3 separate regions of the Mus musculus genome follow, and regions 1 and 2 are each linked to region 3. A link is a contact called in public HiChIP or PLAC-seq and promoter capture Hi-C data. All regions are on one chromosome and are shown on one strand. The core of a region is the stretch at or near the end of the contact, and the rest is flanking DNA. Distances in the headings are between cores, read along the strand shown.

Region 1 (4,576 bases), core at 595-3,094, 84 kb after region 3:
TTGGGCCCTCTGGAAGATCAGCAAGTGCTCTTAGATGTGTGCTCTCTCTCTCCAACCCCTATTACCATAAGACTTTTTTGTTTGTTCATTTGTGTTTGTGTTTTTCGAGACAGGGTTTCTCTGTGCAGTCCTGGCTGTATTGAAACTCACTCTGTAGACCAGGCTGGCCTTGAACTCACAGAGATCTGATTGTCTCGGCCTCCTGAATGCTGGGAGTAAAGTCATGCTCTATCACTGCCTGGCTGAAAGCAATGTTTCTTAAGTCTTTCTGATCATAAGACTTAAAAGCAGGTTGTTAGAGATGGGTTCCTAGAAGGCTAGGGCCTGCTGAAACTCCCTGAGGGAGAAAGGCAGGCACATCTTACTGTTGTTGCTGTCGACCCTCTGGGACAGAATGGTGAGCATTGGCTTGAATAGCAGCCTTTAACATTTGGTGGTGATTGGATCTGGAGAGCTAGCTCAGGCAAGGGTCCTACACTCACACACGGTCTGTTCTCTAATCCTTGAATGCCTGTCTCTTTCTTCTCTTGCTCCATTTCTTTTTATGTTTTTCTTCTTTTTTTAATAATATTTTTAAATTTTGAGATTATAATAAAATTACAACTTTTCCCCCTTCTCTTTCTCTCATCAAAACTCTACCATGAAAAATCTTTCAAATTTATGGCCTCTTTTTTTTTTTATTAAGTATTGCTGTTAGATACATATATGTTTGTGCATATATCCTTAAATATGTAAATATAACCTCCTTAGTTCATATAATCTTACTTATATGATTATGTTTTCAGGACTGGCCATTTAGGATTGGATAGCTGATTTGCTTTCTCTCCCTAGAGAAGACTATTTCTCAGGCTCTCGGCATTTCTTAGTTGCCTGTAGTTCTCTGTCTAGGTTTGAGGCCTCCTTAGCATATCTACTGGTGGTGTCCTTGCTCTGGTCATGCTTAGGCAGCATGTCTAAGAGACATAGTCTTACAGTTCCCCTTGTTCCTCGGGCTCTTACAGTCTTTCTGCAGTAGCCCATGAGCCTTGGGTATGGTTGTTGCTTTGTTTTGTTTTGTTTTGTTTTGTTTTGTTTTGTTTTGTTTCCTGAGGGGTTGGGATCCAGCCCTTAATATGCTAGGCAAGCTGTCTACCAATGAGATATACCTTGTGTTTAAGCCATTGTTTCTATCTTCTGCATATTCCTTGATCTGCATTCACTATCCCATAATAGAATTTGTGCTTAACCCCAGCTCTCCACTCTGACAAGCACTTCAGAAAGAAGAAGAAAGAGGAGGAGACAAAGAAGAGGAAAGAGGAGGAGGAGGAGGAGGAGGAGGAGGAGGAGGAGGAGGAAAGAAAGAAAGAAAGAAAGGAAGGAAGGAAGGAAGGAAGGAAGGAAGGAAGGAAGGAAGGAAGGAAGGAAGAAAGACAACAACAATAATAATAAGCAGCCAACATAATGTGTTTTTTTTTCTAGGAACCTAGATCTCCTTTCTCATTTTTTTGAGATAATTATTTATTTAGTTAAATTTTGGTAAATGAGGACAGATAAAGGAGGGTTCAAATCCTATGCTTTCCAGACAGTCATTGGATAATAACTTAGTTAGAGAAGAGATTATTTTCTTACCAAAGATGGTAACAGCATGACACAGTATTTGTCTGAACAAATCTCATATGACTTATAACAAAGCTTGTGAAAGGCTCCCACTAATTTGGAGCCACTCCTGGGAACACCCTGAAGACAATCTTGATTCAAAAAAAAAAAAAAGTTTTGCAATAAGCGGGCTCTTTCCTGAGTGCCTCCAGCAACAGTCCAGCGAGCAAATGAACCAGGTGCAGTTAAGAGGCATCAGTGCACTCACACAGAGGCCAGCTGCCATGCCCGGCCCAACAGGCATTGTTCAAATAGAGAGAGCCAGGCACTGGCTCTCCAGTCATTTCTGCCTGGCCTCAATTTGTTGCCTGAAGGTGGATTGCAGTATCTCTGATCTAGTGCCAGAGGGGTCACTGGAGGGCTGTGGTTTGGCTCAGAAGCACTGTCACCTTCTTGTCTCTGCTCATAAGTTACAGCGCTGAAATGCAGGTACTGGCAAAAAAACAAACAAACAAACAAAAACCCAAAAAATCTCCAGCCGCCCAGGGCTTCTTAAGACAAGTCCCTCAGATCATCTGCCATCTATTGATTAATGTGTATGTGTGTGTGTGTGTGTGTGTGTGTGTGTGTGTGTGCATGTGTGTTGAAATACTAAGTATAACAAACACCAACACTAGAATCTAGATAAGCCAGGAGGCTTTGTTAGAAAGTCAGTCTCAGCTTGACACAATGGAGTCCTGCTTCCAAGAGAGCATCCTTATGTGCCTGACTAGGGAAAAAAAATCCTATTGGTCAACACCAGAAAGGACAGGACAGAGGCAGGAATGAGTTTCAGATCCTGTGTGCAGATGGTTCCACTCGTGTACCGAGTAAAGTCAAACTCCAGCCTTCCCCTTGCTCATCCCAGGGCTCTAACTATCCCACTTAGAGAAAGCATTTTTTTTAATTGGCCAATCAAAAGGAGAACCAGCTTTGCAAGGGAGGAGGAGGGCCCTCTTCCCTGTTAGAGTTGCTCCCTGTGGTGGCAGTGGCCCTGTGTGTGTGTTGGGGGTGTGTGTACTGTTGTATTTAGGTCTCATGGACCAACCCCATGCATTTCTTGGTGATTGTTATCCACACATGCTTGCAATGTCTCCATCACATTCACTTCCTGCTCTCTTTCTCCAAACCTCCTCTGCTCCCTGCCAATGCATTGCCAACTTAATGTCCTTTTTACTTTTTTTTTTTAATTAATAACCCATTGAGTCCAGTTGGTGCTGCTTCTGTGTGCTTGAGTGCGGGACCATCCACAGGATCACTGGATCTCTGCCAGTAGTCATCCCTCAGAGGAAAGTCACTCTTCCTCCTCCAGCAGCCACCTGCCAATAGCGCTTTAGACATTGTGTCCTTACACCTTTAAATGCTTTGCGTTCATCACAGGCTCGGGCTTCTCTCAGCTTTTGACTTAGAAGAACCTTGGGAATCCCTAGAGGCCAATTTTAATTTGTCCTGAGTGTTTAAAGCAGACTGCCCTGCAGGTAGACAGGTGTTTCCTGACACAGGGAGGCAAGCCTGGGAAAGCGAACAAAGCAATTTCAGGTTCTCAGAAGAGCCCACATTTCTCCATGAATACAGGCCAAGAGGTCAAATTGTCCTCTTTCTTTATTTTCTAGTGTTTAACTAAAATGTTGACGTTTTCTAACTGTTTTCTAACGCCATCTTCCTTGCTCAGAATGACTGCAAGCGATGCAGAGGCATGGCTTCTCTCGATTTTCTAGAGAAATCACCTATAACGGAGAGATGTTTCAAAAACATCAATAATGAATTTGTATGAATATGATATATATTTTCTTTTTTCTAGTTATATAACATTTTCAGTCTTAAAAAAAAAAAAAAAGACACATCTTGAGGCCAGAGAGACGGCTCAGTAGTTAAGAGCACTGGCAGTTCTAACAGGATCTGAGTTCGATTCCCTGCACCTATATGGCAGTTAACAATCACCTGTTAACTCCAGTTGCAGGGATCTGATGCCCTCTCTGGCCTCCACAGACACCAGGAGCACACATGGCACACAGACAGATATGCAGGCAAAATGATCACACACATGCAAATAATAAATAAATACGATTTTTAAAAAATTACACAACTTAACAGAAAAATACTCTGCTAAGAACCAAGTATTGCTGACCTCGCTCTCATCTGGACTGACTAGAGTCTTTCCCTATGATGTCTCCACTTGGAACTCAGGAGGAAGACTCCTGTCAGGACCTACAAAGCAGAAGGTGTGAGGGAGTGTTGCTTAGCAGGATCTCTCCTGTTCTGTGGAGAAAGCGTAGGTTCATAGGAAGACCACAAATCATGCACATTCGGGGATAGGGGATCCAGTCTCAACTACACAGAATCTGAAGGTAATGCCCATTTGCCTCACTTAGGATTAATCTGAGAGATTAATTAAGCACCTACTATGTGCCATGGCCAGAACCTGTAATAAATGCTATGTATATAAGGGTATATAAAACATAATTACTAGAGGCTGGAGAGATAGTCCATCTATTAAGAGCACTGTCTGCTTTTCCTGAGGACCAGGGTTCAATTCCCAGAACCCACATGGTAGCTCACAACTGTCTGAAACTCCAGTATCAAGAGATTCAATTCCTCTTTGGGCCTCCACAGATAGCAGCACATGCACAAATACATATGTAGAGATAGAGATAGATAGATATAGATATATATCATATATATCATATGCATATATCATGTACATCATATACATACACATACATATAGTTTTAGTTAGGGTTTTACTGCTGTGAACAGATACCATGACCAAATCTTGAAATGGGGCTGGCTTACAGATTCAGAGGTTCAGTCCATTATCATCAATGTAGGAACAGGCCAGCATCCAGGCAGGCATGAGGCAGACAGAGCTGAGTGTTCTACATCTTTATCTGAAGGCTGCTAGTGGAAGACTGACTTCCAGATAACTAACATAAGGGTCTTAAGCCCATGCCCTCAGTGATAC
Region 2 (4,765 bases), core at 1,855-4,354, 130 kb after region 3:
CTCTTCCACTCACATTCTACAATACACAGAACACATCCAAATCTTCCCACAGTGGAGCAAGGCTGAATCCCAAGTGGCGTTTGCATTCTCCTCAAGGTCTAGAATGTCCTGGTGGTGTTCCCTCCATCACAGTTGCAAAAAAACAAACTATTTGTCCCTCTTCCTTTTAACTCCCTAATGGAGAATGATGGAGCAGGGATAGTCTATCCCCAGTGAAAATGTCTGTTAGAAAGTAACAGATCTTCAAAACAATAGAGGATGTGGAAACAGAGAGTGTTCCTTGAGACCACAAGATGCATTCAATCCAAGGACTAACAGCTGGATAAGGAGCAAGGAACTGAGAGGATGCTCCAGTTAGAGGAACTCTAGGCCCACATGGCAGAAGTAGGAGTTTCTTATACTTCCTAAGGATAGGGGTTGGTTTCTCAGCAGGAGCCTGAAGCTAGGCTCTCTGATTCCAGACAAGAGGCAGGGAAGGGGGTGGGGAGCAGGATGTGTGGCCACCAATATCCCCCTTTGATGTAAACTCCCTTCCCCAAGTGAGAGAGACCCAGCAACCCGGACTCACAGACAAAGTCTCAGTAGGGCGCCCATCCCTATCTGTGAGAGAGGGAAGAAGGGCTTTGTGCAGGTTGCAAGGCTGGATGGATTTTAACACTACATTCTTAAGAAAAGATAAGAATGGAGACTCAAAGGAGACACTGATCCATGAGTTAAAATCCCTCCAGGGTGCTCTCAGGCCTCATCTTGTCCCTTAACCCAGTTTCCCTGATCTTTGCCCCAGGAGGACCTCCAACCCATCATCTCCTTTGGCCATATCCACAGCAGAAATTAGGGACCCCACCCCTGAGACACACACACACACACACACACACACACACACACACACACATCCCCTTGAAGCTCTCTTAGATGTATGGAATGCTTTTTGCTAAATTGTGTGCTCAAAAGCCTAAATTTCACATTTAGGGTGGACTTCAGTGGCAAAATTCTTCCAAAAATTTAAAAAGTTTCTAGTTAGTTCTTCGAATGGTAACCACAGCTAAGTTCCTGACCCCAAGAACTTTGTTTGCTTGCTTGCTTGGTTGGTTGGTTTTGGAGTTTGTGACCACTTAAGAACCCAAGTGTAATAGCTATAACTGAGCTTGGCAGGGTTTAGGGTTACCTAACACATAAACCTCTGGGAATGCGTGCTGCAGTTTTCCCAGACAGGTTTAACTGGGGCAGGAAGATCTTCCTGAACTTGGGTTTAAGTTGTTCTACACACTGTCATAGACCCATGGGAAGAAAGCAGCCCGAGGGTCAGCATTCATCTCTCCAAGCTCCCGACATTGTATCTCCTCAAACTAAGAGTCAAAGAAAATCCTTCTTTTAGTTTCTTTTCCTCGGGTATTTTGTTATAGTACTGAGGAAAAAACAAGTAGCATGCTGGGTTTCTTCTGATGTAATGGCTCCCCTACTACGCAACAGCTCCTCTGAGTTCACTAGTCTCGGTATCCATCAGCCAGAAAACCCAGTCATGGGACTAACCGCATCTAACCGCAAAGGAGCCTGGGAGATAGACCAGTCTTGCTGCATGCTAGGATTTTAATATCATGGTGAATGACCAGGGTTCTCTCTGAATCCTTTTCACCTGAGACGTTTTCTACCGATTGTATGTTACAGGATTGCTCAGCCTTTTAGTTCCCTTATTCCGATCAGGAAGATAAAAGAATCCGAGAGCCACAGACATGGCAAGCACAGACCCAGTGAACTCCAGAGAGCAAACAGAGAAGCCTGTGAATTAAAGGCCTCCAGTGACAGCTGACGTGGGGACAGCTGTACAAAGGCTCGCTCTGTGTTAAATGGCTTCAATCTGTGAACATGGTCCAGGGATCTTAACACCATGAGCTGAAAAATAGTTGAAACTTTATTCTCTGGATCGAGAAGGCTAAGGAACTCGATTTAGCTGTGATTTAATAGAGTTCAGCCTTAGAAGGGTGGTTATTTATAGCCACACATTTCTGTGTCTCTGAATAATACCTTTTATTTTTATGGTTTGGTTTATATTTTGCATGTTAGAATCCTTTATTTTTAGAGTCCGTATTGTGAACCTTCTATGTTCTTTTTGCTTGAAAAACTCTCATCTGCTGACCTTACTCAATAATTAGCCACCACGTGTGGTAGTCTACCCTCTGTCCTAGAAACGAATACTGGTGACAACAGCCTTAGTAGAAGAGGAAGTTCGCTTGGGATCATAATTTTGGAGGGCTCAAACCCATGACTGACTGACCTGTCAGTCATGGACCTGTTGGGGGTGGACATTGTTTCGTGGAAGAAACTTGTACTCTAGCAAAGCTGATCACCTCATGGCCTAGGGAGAATAATCCCCTTAGGTTAAGCCCTGAGGAAAACATCTCCAGTTTGCTCCCTTTTCAGCTCCCACTGCTACCTCCTAATAGCACCAAGGGGTGCCTGTGCCCTTAACATGGGAGCCTTAGGGAACATGTAAGAGCCAAACTAGAATATCATCTAATCAATAAATACTTGTGAAAGTCCTATTGAGTGTGTATTGCTCACGGTGCTGCAATGGTTAGATGCTAAATATATAGTCCTTACTTTCATAAAACTTGGACATCTCTTAGGTAAGAAAGGTATTACCCAAGTACTGGAAGAGTAACAGTTCTTTGCTCCTGGTAGTACAAAGTTATAAAATAGGGGGTTGTAAGGCTGGGCTTCATGGTCTTTACCTGTGACTCTGAACCTCGGGATATTAAGGTAGGAGAGCATCCAGGGTTCAAGGCCAACCTGGATAAGGTACAGAGCTTTTGTCCCATCAAACAAACAAAATTATGACATCATCACCACCACCATCATCAACAACAAACTCACAAAGTATGTGATTTTGGTTATAATACTGCCTAATCATGAAGTACAGAATTTATTTAGAGTATATCATAAAAGCCTGATCTTTCAACTGTCCAGAATAGCTTTCTAGGTAAAAGCCCCATTGCTTTGAGTTCAAATAATGCTTTATTCATTTGTAAATGGTAAATCATGAAGTACTAAAGGACTGTTCTTCTAGAGGTGGTCACGCTGACCAGGTCCTCTTGATTTCTTTGCTTAGCATGCATCCCAGTGGCGTCCTGTGCTGGAACACAAAGGATCTCTTTGTCCTGGTGTCACAGCTGCATAGGACGATGTCATTTCGATGACAGTAATTAAATTAGTCCTGGTCCTTGATTTCATTGCTTCTGTGACAACTAACAAAAACATCAGTGGGTGAAAATCATACATATTAGATTCATTATAGTGTAGCGAGGAGCTACAGAGTCTTCAGTGGATCTCACCAGGCTAAAATCAGAATGATAAAGGCTACATTCATGTCTCAGAGTTCTAGAGGAAAAGCTCTAGCCAGCCAATTTCAAGTATCTTCAACTTCTCACATGTGGCTCTTTTCCACTTTAAGAATGTTTTTAAATGACACTTATTAGTGTCTGTGTGTGATTGTGTGTATGCCACAGCATTCACATGAAGGTCAGAGCTCTCTCAGCTATGAGTTACAGGATCTCACAGCAAGCACTTTTTTTTCTGCTGAGATTTTTCTTTCCAGGTGGAAACCTGTAACCTACTTTTAAATTTAATTTTTAATTATGCATATGGGTGCATGGGTATTTGGTCACGTGTGCAGGTGAAATCCAGGCATGTAGGATCCCTCTGCTGCTGGAGTTTCAGGTGGTCACCGGCCTGTCTCTGTGCCCTACTGGGTCACACAAACCCAAAGGATAATAATAGAAGGAAGGAGGTGTTAATGAAAGTGGGCAGGGCACAAAGTGACGAATGCCAGTATGATCCATGCATTATGCATGCATGAAAGTGTCATAGTTACACACCATTATACTCATCGTCATACATAACTAACTCATGATTCTTCTTAAACCATGTGTTTCAACCATGTACTCCTGAGTTCTTTTTTGGAGAACCCCATAGAGGAGGAAACCTCACCTGGTAATATTTTGACACTGTGACTAATTATAAAGAAAAAAAGACTTCTGAGTGCCGAGACACTGTATAGAATGCTTTTAACACACTGCTGTATCTGTGGCTAGCGTTTTATAGATGACTGTTGTATTTGTGCCTTTAAGTGAGCTCTGTTTATCTTTATTTTATCTTTGTTGGATTTTAACATAATTTTATGCTAATTTACAAAAGTCACTCCTTTTTTTTTTTTCCTTGTCTGGAACAGTTTAAGTGACTTTGGAATTGTATCTAGTTAAGATTTGACAGCATTCTCCTACAACATCATCCTGACCTACTGTGATCCCCAGTGGTCCACCAGCCAATTTCTCCTTTACTGGAAGTTTCTTTGCCTTGGATGTTACTGATGATGCTGTAGGTGCTGTTGTGGTGGTATGCCCTCCTCTGCTCTATTCAAAGCCCCTCTGCTCTGCTCCGTGTTCTCTGCCCTGGACCCAACACCGACTGTCTTTCAATTGGTCAATGAATCTTTGACTTCCAGACTTCTGAACCATGTCCTCTGGGTGTGTCTTGCATCTCTCAACTCTGTGAGCTTTTCTTACGAGACACACACTGTCCTCAGGTCTGTACAGACTTTAATCTGCTGTTTCATCCTAAGGTTTTGGTGACGCTTAGCTCATTCCTGACTTAAGCATGAGGTTTTTTTTGTTGTTGTTGTTGTTGTTGTTTTGTTTTGTTTTTAAGGGTAAGTTAAAACTACTTTCTGATATGTGATAGCTATTCTGGAACTTAGTGTCATTGACTGTTT
Region 3 (5,050 bases), core at 1,081-3,580:
TGTATGCACGTGTGAAGCACGGGCTAGCATGGTGGTGGGGTCAGAGGGCAAAGCACGGGAGCTGAGTTTCTCCCGCCGGGCAGTCCTGGGGACTAAGCTAAGGTCCTTCAGGCTAGGCAGCCAGCCCCCTCACCCACCCACTGAGCTGCCTCACCAGCCCCACACCAATGACTCTTCCGTGGTCCTTACTCAATGGTTGCAAAAACAATGACTTTTGTATTCTAGCACTCACTGGTCATTTAGCGACTGGACTTTCCAATTAAGTCATTTCTCTACTAATGATTCCTATGGCTGTATCAATTAGAATTTGCTTATTGGACAGAATCTCACTGTGTAGACTTGGCTTGGGATTCCTGATTTTCTGCTTCACACCTCCTAAGTGCTGGTATTACAGGAGTTAGGCTCACCACCACCACACCCAGCAGTATCGTAAGATCCACTACTGCAGTTAATTATAGTTGCTCCTCATTATCTGTGGATCTGGAATCCAGTTTCAACTACTCGCAGATCAAAAACGATGTTTTCAGATAGCACCAACCCTAACATGTGCAGGCTTTGTCTCCTCACGATTCACTCAGCAGTGATACTGTTTACATGACATGAACTCTGCAGTAGGTATGGTTCTCAGAAGGACACTTGAAAGGTGAAGTGTGGTAAGTTACTGCTACACTGTTTTATGTGTGGGAACTGAGCCTCTCGGGTCTCAGAACACACCCACCATGGAGACCAAAGGACAGATAGATTCTGGTTACTGAGCTGTGAGGTGGGAGTTGAATGCCAAGAGGCACCCGTGGCTGTGGCTTTCTGAATCCTTCCTTCCCATTCTCTCACAGGAGATCCTCCGGGCTTGCCTCGTCCCAGCTTTGGAGGCAGCCACCATCTCCCTCAGTGGGGACAGATATTAGCAGCAATGATATGGACCCTAGGCATGTGCTTGTCAATACTTTGTATCTTTGCTTCTTTGCCCTTTCGGTACACAGGGTAGAAAAACTACCTGCATGTTCAGAGGGTCACATATAGACAGGCTCACATATAGACATGCACAACAGCATATAAACACACACCATGTCATTAATTTATGATTTTATACCGACACTTCCAAGGGATGCCACACTCCTTCATGACTGCATGCTCCTTACTTCGCAGGCAAAGCTGAGCTGAGCACCTACCTACACGTTTAGCCATTTGCTTAATCATATAGTAAATGCATGTAAACGTTACAGAACTGTTCTAATTTACCACTAATAAATAATTAAGTCTATTAAGAAAGACAGGTGGGATGGCGACGTGGCTCAATGGGGAGAGTGCTTGCCACCAAGCTGATGACTTGAGTTTGATTTCTGATGGCCACAGGATGGAAGGAGAGAACCGACTCCCTGACTGTCCTCTGATCAAGACCCTCGAGCACACACGTACACATGCACACAGGCGCATGCACACATAGGCAATAAATGTAAAAATTCTTAATAAGATATTTTTATAACAAAAACATCAGAGTACTGCCCACAGTAGCAAGCCACACTATGCACTAATTCCTAACAACATTATCAGAGTTGAAAAAACCACTAAGATCATCAATTAGCACAGTCTTCAATAATATGAATTGGAAAATGTCTTCAAATAGCAGTGTCTGAACATTCACTGGCATTTGCCACAGGAATGACTGAGTCACTTCTAGAGGAATAAGAGACGAACGTTTGCAAGCAGAGAAAAGGGAAAGCTCACCTTTCCCAATATGTCGCCTGGTGTTTTCAATAGTGGAATTCCGGTTAACGTTGGAGAGCAAGCCAAGGCAGAAGCGGTTCTTATTGTTGGACGGATCTGTGAAACCATCCACCAGCACGCTGGTGGACGAGGCGTGGAACGCTTCACCCACACGGTTGTTGAGCTCATAGTACACAATAGAGCACCAGTGTTTTGGTTCCTCGTAAGCAACTGCCTGAACATCTGTAAGAAGGGAAGAAGAGGTTGTGTTGCTCAAGGTTTGCGCCTGGAGCATCCCCAAACTGAAACCGCACTGTAAACCTGGCTGGGCACCACACAGAGAAGACATGCAAGGGCGACTACAATGATCGCATGTATCATTTTTTGAGAGCTGAAGTACTTCTTATTAAAGGTGCATTCTCCTTTAATTGGGGAACAATCTTCTCCAATGATTAGCAGAAAACCAAAATACCAGCTAAGCAAGCCCAGCAGCAGCGTCTGCTGAATACTAACGATCTATTACTTGCTCATTAACATACAGGAATAATAGGAATCACTCTTGTGGGCACACCACCTACGAGAAATACAAGTGACCAATGAAAAACCAAGTGGCTCAGGAACAAGAGGGGCCTGGAGGTGTGCCAGCAGGGCTGGTGTGGGAGGGAGCTGCTTTGGGAGAGCCTTGGTAAGCCTCTGCTTTCCCAAAGCACCAAAACCAACTTCTGCCTATCCTGGAGAGGCTGCCTGGCTCCACAGGAGCCAGTGATGGCCAGGGCTGCAGTTCTGCTGTGATTCTAGCTCAGGAAGAAATCTTGCCAGCTGGCCATTCTCCCTCAGTGAATCATATCTCTCTCATCCAGACTCCATGCTAACTTCCTTCTATTTGCTCTAAGTCATGCCGAGCAGGTGTGTTTTGTCTCTCGCTTCCCAGAATGGGCCAACAATGGAAACTACCCAGCTTCACCGACAGGATGCAGCTTGTTAAGTCCGATCTCTTAAGCCTGACGAATCTCCAAACAGAAAACACTTCTAAATGCTTTCAACCAAAAGGTTGGGAGATGAATCCTTTCTGCAGCAAACCTCCTTTAACCCGCCTTTGAGACCCCAGGCATACAAACCACACTATTGCCAACGTAATTACTGATCTCAACCTCATGGGGCCTCATGACAAAGGGGAAGAAATGCAAAGAAAATTCAGCAGACATGGTAAAAAAAAAAAAAAAAGAAAAAAAAGAAGGGCTTCCATGTTCTTCTTCAGTTACATTTTATACTTAAGTGGCTTAGCTGAAAATAAACTATTTCGCTTGTTTTCTAAACAGTTCCCCCCTGTTACTCCACTGTTCTTCAAGCAAAGCTTTAGTGATTCACAAGTGCCAAACCTCAAAGGCGGCTGTGGCCACAGTCACACAAGCCTTTTATCAGCTCTTAGTGCTGTTAGAAATGCTATTCATCTAGTTTAGACTCAGACACATTTTTTTCCTATAAAAGGCCAGAAAGATTTTGTGGGGCATATGGTCTTTAGCACAACTATTCCATTATGCCTTTGTATCACACGAAAACAGCCATTGATAATATGTAACAAATGGGCACAGCTGTGTTCTAATAAAGCTTTATTTATAAAAACAGACAGAGGGCTGATCTGTCTGCAGGCTGTAGTTTGCTGACCCTTGCTCTGGGAAAACCACCATAGGTGACAACAGGAAAAAAGCCATCATTTTTTTCCTTTGACTATACAAGGAGATTTTAAATTGGCTCTAACAGGGAACATTTTAAAAGCTGTTTAAAAGGAAAAAAAATCTTAAAAGTATGGTCTCTATTTGGGGTATTAGAGCTAATCTCATCAGTACAGATACAGGGTCCACACAGGGTATCTTGCTCCCCAAATAAAAATTCCAAAACTGGGTCAGATAGAGGCTCCTCTCTCACACTCTTCGCTTGTTGACTCCCAACATCTAACGATGACCAAGACCCATAAAACACAGAGCACCTATAAAGGAAACTTCAAAACACAATCACTGATTCATGTATGTTCCAATTTACTTAACTGTACAGCTAAGGGTTTTATAAAGGGTATTTATTTTTGGAGCCAACGTTTTGGGTCACTGCAAAGTTGGCACAGAGACTTTCCGTACATCCTCCCATCACAGAGATCTGCCATCAGATTGGTGTACTCAGTATAATTCAGGAGCCTACATGGACACATCATCGTCCCGAATCCAGAGCTGGTGTCAGGGCTTGTTCTTGGTTAGTCTGTGGGTCTGAACACATATGAACAGGGCATGCTGTTGCCCTCACACTACCATACGGACAGCATAATAGTTAAGTCTTGAAAAAACATCAGCAACTCTGACTCAGGCCAAGGCACCTCTCGTTTCACTGAAAGTGGGGTTAGGAACAAAATAAAACCTAGTCAGCAGTCACGTGGCTTTTACTTTCAACTTGCTTCACCCCTGGGCTGAGTGCTTGCCGGAGGCCCCTCCCAGAAGTTACTGAGCGGATGGGAGACCTTGCCAGGGCAGCATGGCACCTCTTGGCATGCGGTAGTGTGCCTGGTGTCTGGGGCGGGATTCAGGGATTCTAGCATCTGCTTTTCTCTGCTCCCACTCAACATGCCACTGTGGTCCTGAGAAGTGTGTGGGGCCATCCGCCAGCTCATTACTGGGCTGAAATGGAGCTGGTGGTGACGACCAGGCCCCTCCCCAAGGAGGGAAGGTGAATTTCAGTTCAATTGTAAATTCTTTGAGGGGAGAGGGATACATTCTCATCCTGTAAATTCTTCTGGTAACAAAGTGAGGCATGAGTGCAGAACGGGAAAACGCACCATTGTTCCAGTGATGGATAAGAGCTATAAAATAGACGAGGTGCCAGCGCACGCATTGTGTGTGTATATGTGTGTGTGTGTGTCTACTCTAACACAAAGACAACCGTTTGGAAACCCAGCTGTATGGATTTCAGTGGGATCACCCGTGGGAAGTCTGCTTTGCAGTCCTGTGGATGGCCTGTTTCCCCTTGGCCCTTAAAAAGACAATTCTTACAGCACCGATCCCAAGTTATTAATTACTGAAGACCTGAACACACGGCCATCTAAATAAAGGACTATGTTATGTAACACAGGCCTCGCCATTGTCCCCTCTAGCTCTTCATGCCCAAGAGCTCTCCAATAACCTCATATGTATGCAGGTACATGAAACAGCTATACAAATCACGTATTTATTGATACTAAATCACGTATAAATATATTTCTAAATGGTTCTTTGTTTACATTATGTAACCATTTACAAAAGGTAAAAGCAAATTAGCATGCTAATGAGATAGATACACTTGCTCATTTTTAAAATAAATAATA

Evidence for each region. HiChIP or PLAC-seq counts read pairs in DNA pulled down with a chosen protein or histone mark. Capture Hi-C pulls out chosen DNA fragments and counts their contacts.
Region 1: a promoter capture Hi-C map of pancreatic islet shows a contact between it and region 3. The contact joins two enhancer-like sites. A contact is called at or near these places in 1 of 15 datasets of contacts at CTCF or cohesin (the NIH/3T3 cell line), 2 of 484 Hi-C or Micro-C datasets (CD4 T cells and the G1E-ER4 cell line), 1 of 115 datasets of contacts at active chromatin or transcription factors (microglia) and 3 of 9 other capture datasets (adipose tissue, liver and pancreatic islet).
Region 2: an H3K27ac HiChIP or PLAC-seq map of neural progenitor cells shows a contact between it and region 3, with 3 times the contacts expected there. The contact joins two enhancer-like sites. A contact is called at or near these places in 3 of 15 datasets of contacts at CTCF or cohesin (the G1E-ER4 cell line, the NIH/3T3 cell line and embryonic stem cells), 68 of 484 Hi-C or Micro-C datasets (the AML12 cell line, B cells, CD4 T cells and 41 more), 7 of 115 datasets of contacts at active chromatin or transcription factors (astrocytes, bone marrow-derived dendritic cells, a colorectal cancer cell line and 4 more) and 4 of 9 other capture datasets (adipose tissue, embryonic stem cells, liver and 1 more).

The regions. Positions count from the first base shown.
Region 1 is chr8:79,432,402-79,436,977 of GRCm38.p6, forward strand. No RefSeq gene overlaps it. Among named protein-coding and RNA genes, the nearest start is that of Gm39205, 5.7 kb to the right of the region's middle. Within about 2 kb of position 1,845, at least 10 of the 459 cell types and tissues checked have an H3K27ac peak or open chromatin away from gene starts, as enhancers often do. A contact at or near this core is called in pancreatic islet, where this site is marked.
Region 2 is chr8:79,473,072-79,477,836 of GRCm38.p6, forward strand. No RefSeq gene overlaps it. Among named protein-coding and RNA genes, the nearest start is that of Gm39205, 35 kb to the left of the region's middle. Within about 2 kb of position 3,105, at least 8 of the 459 cell types and tissues checked have an H3K27ac peak or open chromatin away from gene starts, as enhancers often do. A contact at or near this core is called in neural progenitor cells and neural stem cells, where this site is marked.
Region 3 is chr8:79,347,866-79,352,915 of GRCm38.p6, forward strand. Smad1 (SMAD family member 1) reads right to left here. Exons shown (of 7, transcript NM_008539.4): 5 at 1,726-1,947. Among named protein-coding and RNA genes, the nearest start is that of Smad1, 49 kb to the right of the region's middle. Within about 2 kb of position 2,331, at least 103 of the 459 cell types and tissues checked have an H3K27ac peak or open chromatin away from gene starts, as enhancers often do. A contact at or near this core is called in neural progenitor cells, neural stem cells and pancreatic islet, where this site is marked.